Regions from separate parts of the Gossypium hirsutum genome. Here regions 1 and 3 are each linked to region 2. The links are chromatin contacts, called in public Hi-C maps. All regions are on one chromosome and are shown on one strand. The core of a region is the stretch at or near the end of the contact, and the rest is flanking DNA. Distances in the headings are between cores, read along the strand shown. Region 1 holds the start of LOC107920912 (protein MIZU-KUSSEI 1). Region 2 holds the start of LOC107922557 (B3 domain-containing protein REM16). Region 3 holds the start of LOC107918068.

What was found. Hi-C and Micro-C count contacts between places; a contact is called where the count stands out from the background.
Region 1: a contact with region 2 is called in a Hi-C map of leaf, with 3 times the contacts expected there. The contact joins the promoter of LOC107920912 here to the promoter of LOC107922557 in region 2. A contact is called at or near these places in 4 of 34 Hi-C or Micro-C datasets (all in leaf).
Region 3: a Hi-C map of leaf shows a contact between it and region 2, with 2.3 times the contacts expected there. The contact joins the promoter of LOC107918068 here to the promoter of LOC107922557 in region 2. A contact is called at or near these places in 6 of 34 Hi-C or Micro-C datasets (callus and leaf).

Annotation. Positions count from the first base shown.
Region 1 is chrD01:20,146,961-20,149,660 of Gossypium_hirsutum_v2.1, forward strand. LOC107920912 (protein MIZU-KUSSEI 1) reads right to left here and starts at 1,290. Exons shown (of 1, transcript XM_016850744.2): 1 at 379-1,290. The coding sequence starts at 1,242. The coding sequence ends at 538.
Region 2 is chrD01:20,007,426-20,010,125 of Gossypium_hirsutum_v2.1, forward strand. It overlaps LOC107922557 (B3 domain-containing protein REM16), which reads right to left and starts at 1,431. Exons shown (of 5, transcript XM_016852643.2): 1 at 1,183-1,431; 2 at 327-456; 3 at 1-117. The coding sequence starts at 437.
Region 3 is chrD01:20,252,014-20,254,713 of Gossypium_hirsutum_v2.1, forward strand. LOC107918068 reads right to left here and starts at 1,337. Exons shown (of 11, transcript XM_016847573.2): 1 at 484-1,337; 2 at 1-359. The coding sequence starts at 1,239.

The DNA.
Region 1 (2,700 bases), core at 40-2,539, 140 kb after region 2:
TATAATTTTTTAAAATTTATATATTTTTTAAATTTATATTTATCACGTGGTATATTGAAAGGCTGCCACATGTTATCAACTAATTAATTATTAGTGTCACATAGAAATTAAAAGTTTAAATATCAATTAGTTACTTTTGGACAAAATTAGAAAAATTACATATTAATTTATTATTATTATTATTATTATTATTATTATTATTATTATTTTCCAACTTCGTGAAACTACTTATTTTGATGAGTGGATTTTGATTTGATTCTAAAGGAAGCAATAACTAAGGTAGCTAGTACCTGTGGGGTTGCTTTGTATTTTCTTAACCAGAACCAGAAATTTGCAGATCAAACTAACTTCAGACCAATTGACAGATTGTAAACATGATTTAACATGTTGAATGAACATTTTAATTCATAGTCCCAGTTTTGAGAGAGGGAAGCCTGGTTTTTGGGGCATTCATGTAATTCACAAACATTAAAGAGAAAAGTTGATATGGTACACAAGTAAAATATCCAAGTATCTAAATGAACACAAAAGGAAATTCTAATTAGATCTTACAAAGAAAATACTTAGTTCAGGACCAGATGCTGCACCATCTGGATTGATCATATAGAAAGCTTCCGAGTCCTTTGATCCAACCACTCTCTCAAATCTAGCTCTCATATACGTCAGTTCCCCATCGGCCGTCACTGTTTCCTTGTCGTTTGGGCTAGGAAGCACCCCAGCACCCATCGAAACCCCTCGCAAAAGCTGCATGACATGAAACTCGTCATCCGACAATTGTTTCCTTCTAATAGAATAACCCATCTTTCTGCCATTGCAGAACACTGCCCACACGAACTCCTCCAACACTTTCTTCTTATGCGTCTTGGTTTCACTCTCCAAAGCTATTCTCACAATATCAGACGCCATTTCCTTTTGAAGTAAGCTGGTTAGCATTGGTAGTTCAATCACGAATATGGGCACGCTGTAGGGATCGTCTTGTATGGCTAAGCAAACTCGGCCTTTACGATACCCGAAAATTGTACCCGTTGTAGCACTATCTTTAAGCATTGGCTTCCGGGGTCGACCCAATAGTGCTACCATCTTGCACCCGGAGGTTAGCATGGGGAAAAGCTTGAACATACGCAAGAGACCGCCACTACTACTGGTGGATTTCCGGTGCTTTTCGCCGGGAGTTGGCCGGAGCAAAGACAGTATTGCCGGATTATCCATTTGGAAATATGGACTGGAGTGAATGGGTGGCATCGTTGGACTTTGTTTCAAGTATTCAATTCAAGGGAGGGGGCTATTGTGAGTAGAATTACAAAGATAAAATTAATATAGAGGGAGAAATGGGGACCAAGGAGGGGTCTACTTGGTTTTCATTATCCGTGGAATCTTTGAGGTGGGGTAGAGAAGACGAAGAAAGCCTGAAAGAGACGTTCCCTTTATATATAATTTAGAAATATATATAATAAAATTTAAAAACTTTACATTTCAATCAAGGTTATTTAATTTTAATATGAATTTATTATTCAGTGGTAATCTAATAAATTTGATTTATTTTTTTATTATATTGTGTATATTTTCAATTGTGAAAACATTAAGGTTGTTGTACAAAAAGAGATACAAGCATAAGCTTGGTAGTAAATCATTTAACAAATATTAGTAGAAGCACCCATTCAATACCTTCCACCAACAAACACTTCTTAATCAATGAAATTGCATCAACAAAAAACAAAGTAGATCTAATACTCTCAAGTTCATAGCGGATTCTAGTTTCTATTTGTAGGACATCATAATTCACTATTTCCTTATTGCAAATTCGATCTTTAATTTGCTGCACATTCTGTCGTTAATGTTGACATTTACTCATCAATTTTTAAATACAAAGCTAATTGTGTTTCAACCTCATATGCCTATGCCTACAAAATTATAGTAATTAATTAGGGTGAAGAGAGGAAGGTGAAAAAGATACGATAAAAGGAGGTCGGACCACAACTTGTGTTGAGAAAAACACTCTCGAAAGGAGGAAAGAAAGGACTCTTGTAATGTTGGGTTTATAGCATGTGACTCTCTGATATATCTGCTTTATGCTTCCTCCCCCCCCAAATAAAAAAATAAAAGAGAGAAAAGAAGAAGAAGAAGAAGAAGAAAACCCATCACAAATTCTCACTAATTATTGAGGTTCAGCTCATGTTCCACTGTTTCATCCATGGACAATGGGGCAAAGCAAAAAAAATGGAACACCTTTGGTTATGCTTGTGACCGACTTTTCTTTATTGCTGACAGGCCATGTAGTTGAATGATTAATATTTGGAGAAATAAAACAAAGAAAATGATAAAGAATATAATGGAGAAGAGAAATAAATTTTGTATGAAAAAATTCTTTCAAATAATCTTTTATTTCAAGCACACAAAGTTAATAATTCTTCATCACATACAACTCTTTATATAGGAGTTGTAAGTGACTATTTATCTATATCACTATATGCTAGGAGTTGTGACTATTCATGCATGTGTGTATCTTTTCATATTCAAGCCTCTTAACTTTTCATCTTCAAGCCTCTTCACTATTCATATTCAAGTTTTTTCACTTTTCATATTCAAGTCTCTTCACTCTTCTAACTTTTCATAATTTATTTGTGCAAGGTTAATTTAATTATGTGCCAACAATGCCTCCCTTAAATTAAACTTACTTTGAACTCCCAACCTTTCAACATT
Region 2 (2,700 bases), core at 181-2,680:
GGTATCATCATCATCTACTGTCAGTCTTACATCCCATATGATACCACTAGGACCTTTAAGAGTCACAGTTTCTGGAAGCTTTTTCTTGATGTTCTTAGCAAACTTTTCTGGTATTTCCTGCAGTTTGATATATCATTAAAATGCAAGGTGGAACCTTTCACGAGAATTTTTTAATAATCGGCAAAAGAGGGCGGACAGTTTTCCCTAAAAGCAAAGTCAAGGGATGAACTGCATGTTTCAATCAGAGTTCTTTCTTTCCCCCAAAAAGAGTTTCACTTCAACTAAGCAAAACGCACTAACAAAAAAGGACAAAAGCAGGAACTTACCAACCGCTGAAGAAAATCACCATGGAGAAATTGTGTGAAATGTACAGACTGAAAATGGGTCCAAAAGATTTCCTCTTCCCAGTCCCTACAATCCTTACATGTATCTTCCATTTGCTTTAACCAAAGAGAACTGCAACTCAGAACTCAGATGATCAACAAAACAATAGAAAGTGTTAGAGATGTTGAAAATATCCTACTGCAAAACAAAATCATTAGCAGGGAAAATAAACTAAATGTAAACATATAAAATAATCACTGCGGCATCTAAAAATCGCTGTCTTAGAAGTAAATTCGCCGTAATCTTGTAGTGAAGATCGCCCCTAACGTTAACACAGAACTTCAATATTTATAAAGGTTTTCTAGAAAAGAATCGGGAAAAAAAAATTAGTCGAAAAAATTTGACCCAAAAAACTGCTAAAAGAAACAGACGAGAGAAAAAGAGAAGAATAATCTACTATTAAAATAATAGTGTCAGTTTTTTAAAATAGCAGAGAATTTTCCACAATCAAAAATATTTCCTGCAACAGTAAGAGAATTTTCCCCAACTGAATATTTTTTTGCACTACCAACAGGAGATCTATCTAAAGAAGGAAGCAGACTGCTCACCTTAATGGGTACAACCCAGAAGTCAAAGAAAATGGAAGAAAATAAAAAGAAAAACCCAAAAGTTGTAAGTTATTAGCTATGAAAAGTACAATTCATCTGCAGGCTGGTTCTCATCATTCTGAGATAAATGCTTGGCTATTATAGTTCATTTAGTTTTAAAATTCTGCGTCACTGAAGAAGCCAAAGGCATTATTGAGAAGGTAAAACTAAAGCAAACAAAAATTAGTAAAGATGATCGAATTGTTTGTACCAGAGAGAAGGATGGAGTTGGTGGAGCTGAGACTGAGACTGAGCTTGAGTAGAGGACCCGTAGGGCAGGAGTCTCTTTAGAAGGACGTCTTAAAGGGCGAGCCTTTTTTGTTACGGAGTGTATTAAGAACATAACAAATAGTTTAGAAAACGTGGCACTTGGCAGTTAACATTTCCCACGTTTCGACTTCGGGGACAGCACCGTTTGGTCTGGTTTCCGCAACCCCATTATGTTTGGTCAGGACAAGGGACTAGAAGTGGGTGGCCGGTTCTGCTGTGAGGTTAAAAAAAACGATAAATGACATCAGCAATGACTCAATTTTGATGTAGTTTATAAAATAATTATTTTAATTTCAATTCAATCATCAGCTTTCGAAAAATAATAAATTAATTACTAACGTTATTGGTTATTGAAAAGTGATAAATTAATCAGCTATTAATATTTTCTATCACAGGCCAAAACCCAAACCACAACTTCTAATCTATGCCCTCATGGCCGCAATTGTTGTGTCGCCAAACCACAACTTCCAATCTTATGTTGCCAAAATTAGAAACAAATATTACAACCCAACTATTCGTGGAAATGTCACAATCAGTTAGCCAGATATGAATAAAAACATCCAAATATAAACATATATATTATGTCAATATCTATCCAAAAACATTTTCAACATTGTCTATGGAGAAGTTTAAATAGAGACATATGGATATAAAAGAAATTTACCTGGACATGAAGGGTGGAGCAATTACTAGGGTTTTTTATAAAAATATTATAAAAAATACAAATTTACTAAAATGTTATAAATTTTTTTATTTACCAAAATATATAAAAAAACAAAAAAACAAAACAAAAAAATTTGCAAAAAAATCAGATCGATGTGACGGGACCTTGGTCACGCCAATGGTATTGGCGGCACCAAAGGTGCCAAAACCATTGGCGGCACCAATGGTGCCAATACCATTGGCGGCACCAGTTAATAATAGGGGGGGTCGATGGTGGGGGCAGAAGGAGAGGGAAAGAAAGAAAGAAAGAAAGGAGAGGAAAGAAAGAAAAAGAAGGAAAGAAAAGGAAAGGAGAAGAGAAAAAAAGAAAGAAGAAGAAGAAAAGGAAAAGAGAAGAAAAAAGAAAGAAAGAAGGAAAGAAAAGGAAAGGAGAAGAGAAAAAAAAAAGAAGAGGAGGGAAGGAAGGAAAAAAAGAAAAAAAGGTAATTTTATTTATAAATTTAATTTTTTTGTAATATTTGTGTATTTAAAATTTATGTTATGTACATTATAGTTATTTTATTATTTTATTTAGCATATATATTTTATGAAATATATTTAGAATGAAAAAATAATGGTATGCACATTGTATGTTGATTAGGGATTTTTTTTATGAAATTTACTTAGGAATTTGAAATTTAAATTTTAGGAAAATAACATTAAAAGTAAAATGACAAAGAAGTATGTTTAAGAAAACATAAAATACGAAAAGAAAAAACGGGAATTGTATATTTATCGAAAATAATAAAATGTGGAA
Region 3 (2,700 bases), core at 87-2,586, 240 kb after region 2:
TCCCTATCTAATTCTGATGGGGTATCATTTGAATGATCTAATGTCATATGCTCAGTTGTTCTCGACAGCCCTATAGCAGTCGTCCCTTCAAGAATTTTAATTCCAATCCCTTTCATCCCTCTTCCACCATCATCATCATCATCATTTCTCTCTCCCTCGTCTAAATGCATGTCACCTTCTTCAATAACTTGAACAGCTGCAGCAATATCTCTCATTTCTGCATTTCCCGGTAGCCAAGGCTTAAAAGATTCCTTTTCTACACACTCGCAATTGGATGTAACAATATCCATTATAGCAGCCACAAGCATACTTCTACCTTTCAAAGAATCAGAAATATCGAATGAACTACGACCCGAATGCTGCTCCCACACAAAAGCTATTTATCAATGGTAAAACAAAAAACTTAGAAGCACCAACAAGATTAGGGTGCAAAAAAGTTACATTTTCATAATCAGTAGATAACAAAAAGAAATAAAAACGTACCCTTTTAGATTTATTTTGAGGTTGACATGAAAAAATGAACCTCAACAGATAGGAAACGGCGCCTGGTCTTCCAAGCACGTCTTTGCGCACGTCGGGATCCGCAATTAAGTAAGCCAATGCCCTCGCCGACTCGGCCTGAGTGCCGCAAACATCTGCTTTGCCCACTGCTACCGTCTCCAGCAGCCAATCAACTACCGCGCCGCCACTAGCGTTCACAATCGCCGCTCTGCGGCTCGCATTGGCAGCGGCAATGTCCGCAAGCAAAGACGCCACGCGTAGCTCGAACCCAGCCCGAACTTCGTGGTTTGCGGATGACATCACCGACCTCAACGATTGCCACAAAACAGAGGCGGCGACGCTGGTTTGTTTGGCTTGGTGGACGATCCTCCGGAAGGACTCGTTCGATTTTTGCATCGTGTGCTCGATTGAGTCGTAAAGAGGACTTCTCCTAGGGCTAGGGTTACCGTCGGAGGATTCATTGCCTTCATTGGCAGATAAAACAGCGACGGAAGCGACGATAGCGGAGAGGAGAGTGGCGGAGAGGGCCAAAACGGAATTTCGAGAAAGAGAAACCGTTGCAGAAGGGCGAGTTGAAAGCTGAGTTTGAAAATATTGCGGCGGCGGTGATTGGGAAGGGACGGGTTGCCGGTTTTTGAGATTGTTAGGGGATTCAACGGAGTTGGGAGACGAGGAGGAAAACCGTCGCGTATAATGAAGATAGCAACGCCGACGAGATCTTAAGCAGTAACGAAGCATAATTTTAATTGGAAAAAATAAAGGAAAGGATTGGGAAATTCCGTTGAAGCCGCTGTTCAAGAGGATGGCGGGAGGAAAATGGTTGTTTATATATATAGATGGTAAGGACGGTCTACAAAAATGGAATTTTCTAGCCGCATATGCCAACCTTTTTGTCCTTTCCAATACCAGGCCTTTCAATTTTATACCTTTTACAATTTAGTTTCATGGGCCTACTTAAAATGGGTTTAATAGTCTCTACAAACAAATCATGAATTTAAACTCGATTTAACTTGGTTTTATCAAATTCACCTGAATTTGATATGATTTGAACCTGAATTTATTTTTAAACCAACTCAAATTTAACTTGATTTGGATCTAGAATTACCCATTTTTTTCACTTCTTTCGTCCCTTTCTCGTCGCATCATTGACCACTGTGTTTTTTTCCTTATTCTTTCATTAACTCTAATCTTGTCATCCAACAAATCACCCAAAACCCTAACTTCACTTGGTTCCCGCATCACTTCTTTACTTTCTTTACTAATGTAGTCAGTTCCAACCATTTTAATTGATATGTACCGTTCCACCTACTGGTACATGAATAATGTTAAAAAATATAATATTTATACTTTTTTATTATTATAGTAATGAATAATACAAACTTTTCCTCAACATTATGAACCGATTCGTGCATGAATATTTTATATTGAAATTTATTTAATATAACCATTTGATATTTGTAAATATTAATATATATATTAAATATTTTTTAAAAATATTGATAAATCCAAAATAAGCGTTATCAATACGCACCAATTCCAATAGAAAAACGATGTATCTACTAGACTATCTCGCTTTTTGCGCCTTGCAATTTGCGTCAACATCGTCATGCATCCTCCATGATCCCTACCCTTGCATCCTTAACTATCAATGACACTAGAGCATGAACTGCCTCAAGACCCGTCAAACAAACTCAATTCCATAAGTAAAGTGTGGCCTCTAACATCGCCTCCTATGCATTCTTAATCAATTAAGGCGACCCATTGTTATCAATGATGATCAATGCGTAAAGAATATCACGTTTTGACTCAAATTTTTCAATAAATTTTTTACAATTTTTTTTTATTTTTATAATTTTTTCATATTTTTATAAAATTTAAATACTTATTTTTTTATAATTTTAATTTAAAATACTATGTGATAGATGATATGTCATACCACATCAACAAAGTTATCAAATGAGGTGTCACATTACATCAGTAATGACATCAACAAAATCATCAAATAAAATGCCATGCTACATTAACAAAGTTGTTGATTAAAATCAAATTTATTTGACAAAAAATTCAACAATGTGGGCGACATTCAGAAAAAGAAAAAGAAAACTTAAATAACAATGAAAAAGCAAAAGAAAAAACTTAGGGGCAAATTTTGCAATTCTGCTTTAAGAAAATTTGAGAAAATAAAAAATCAACACATTA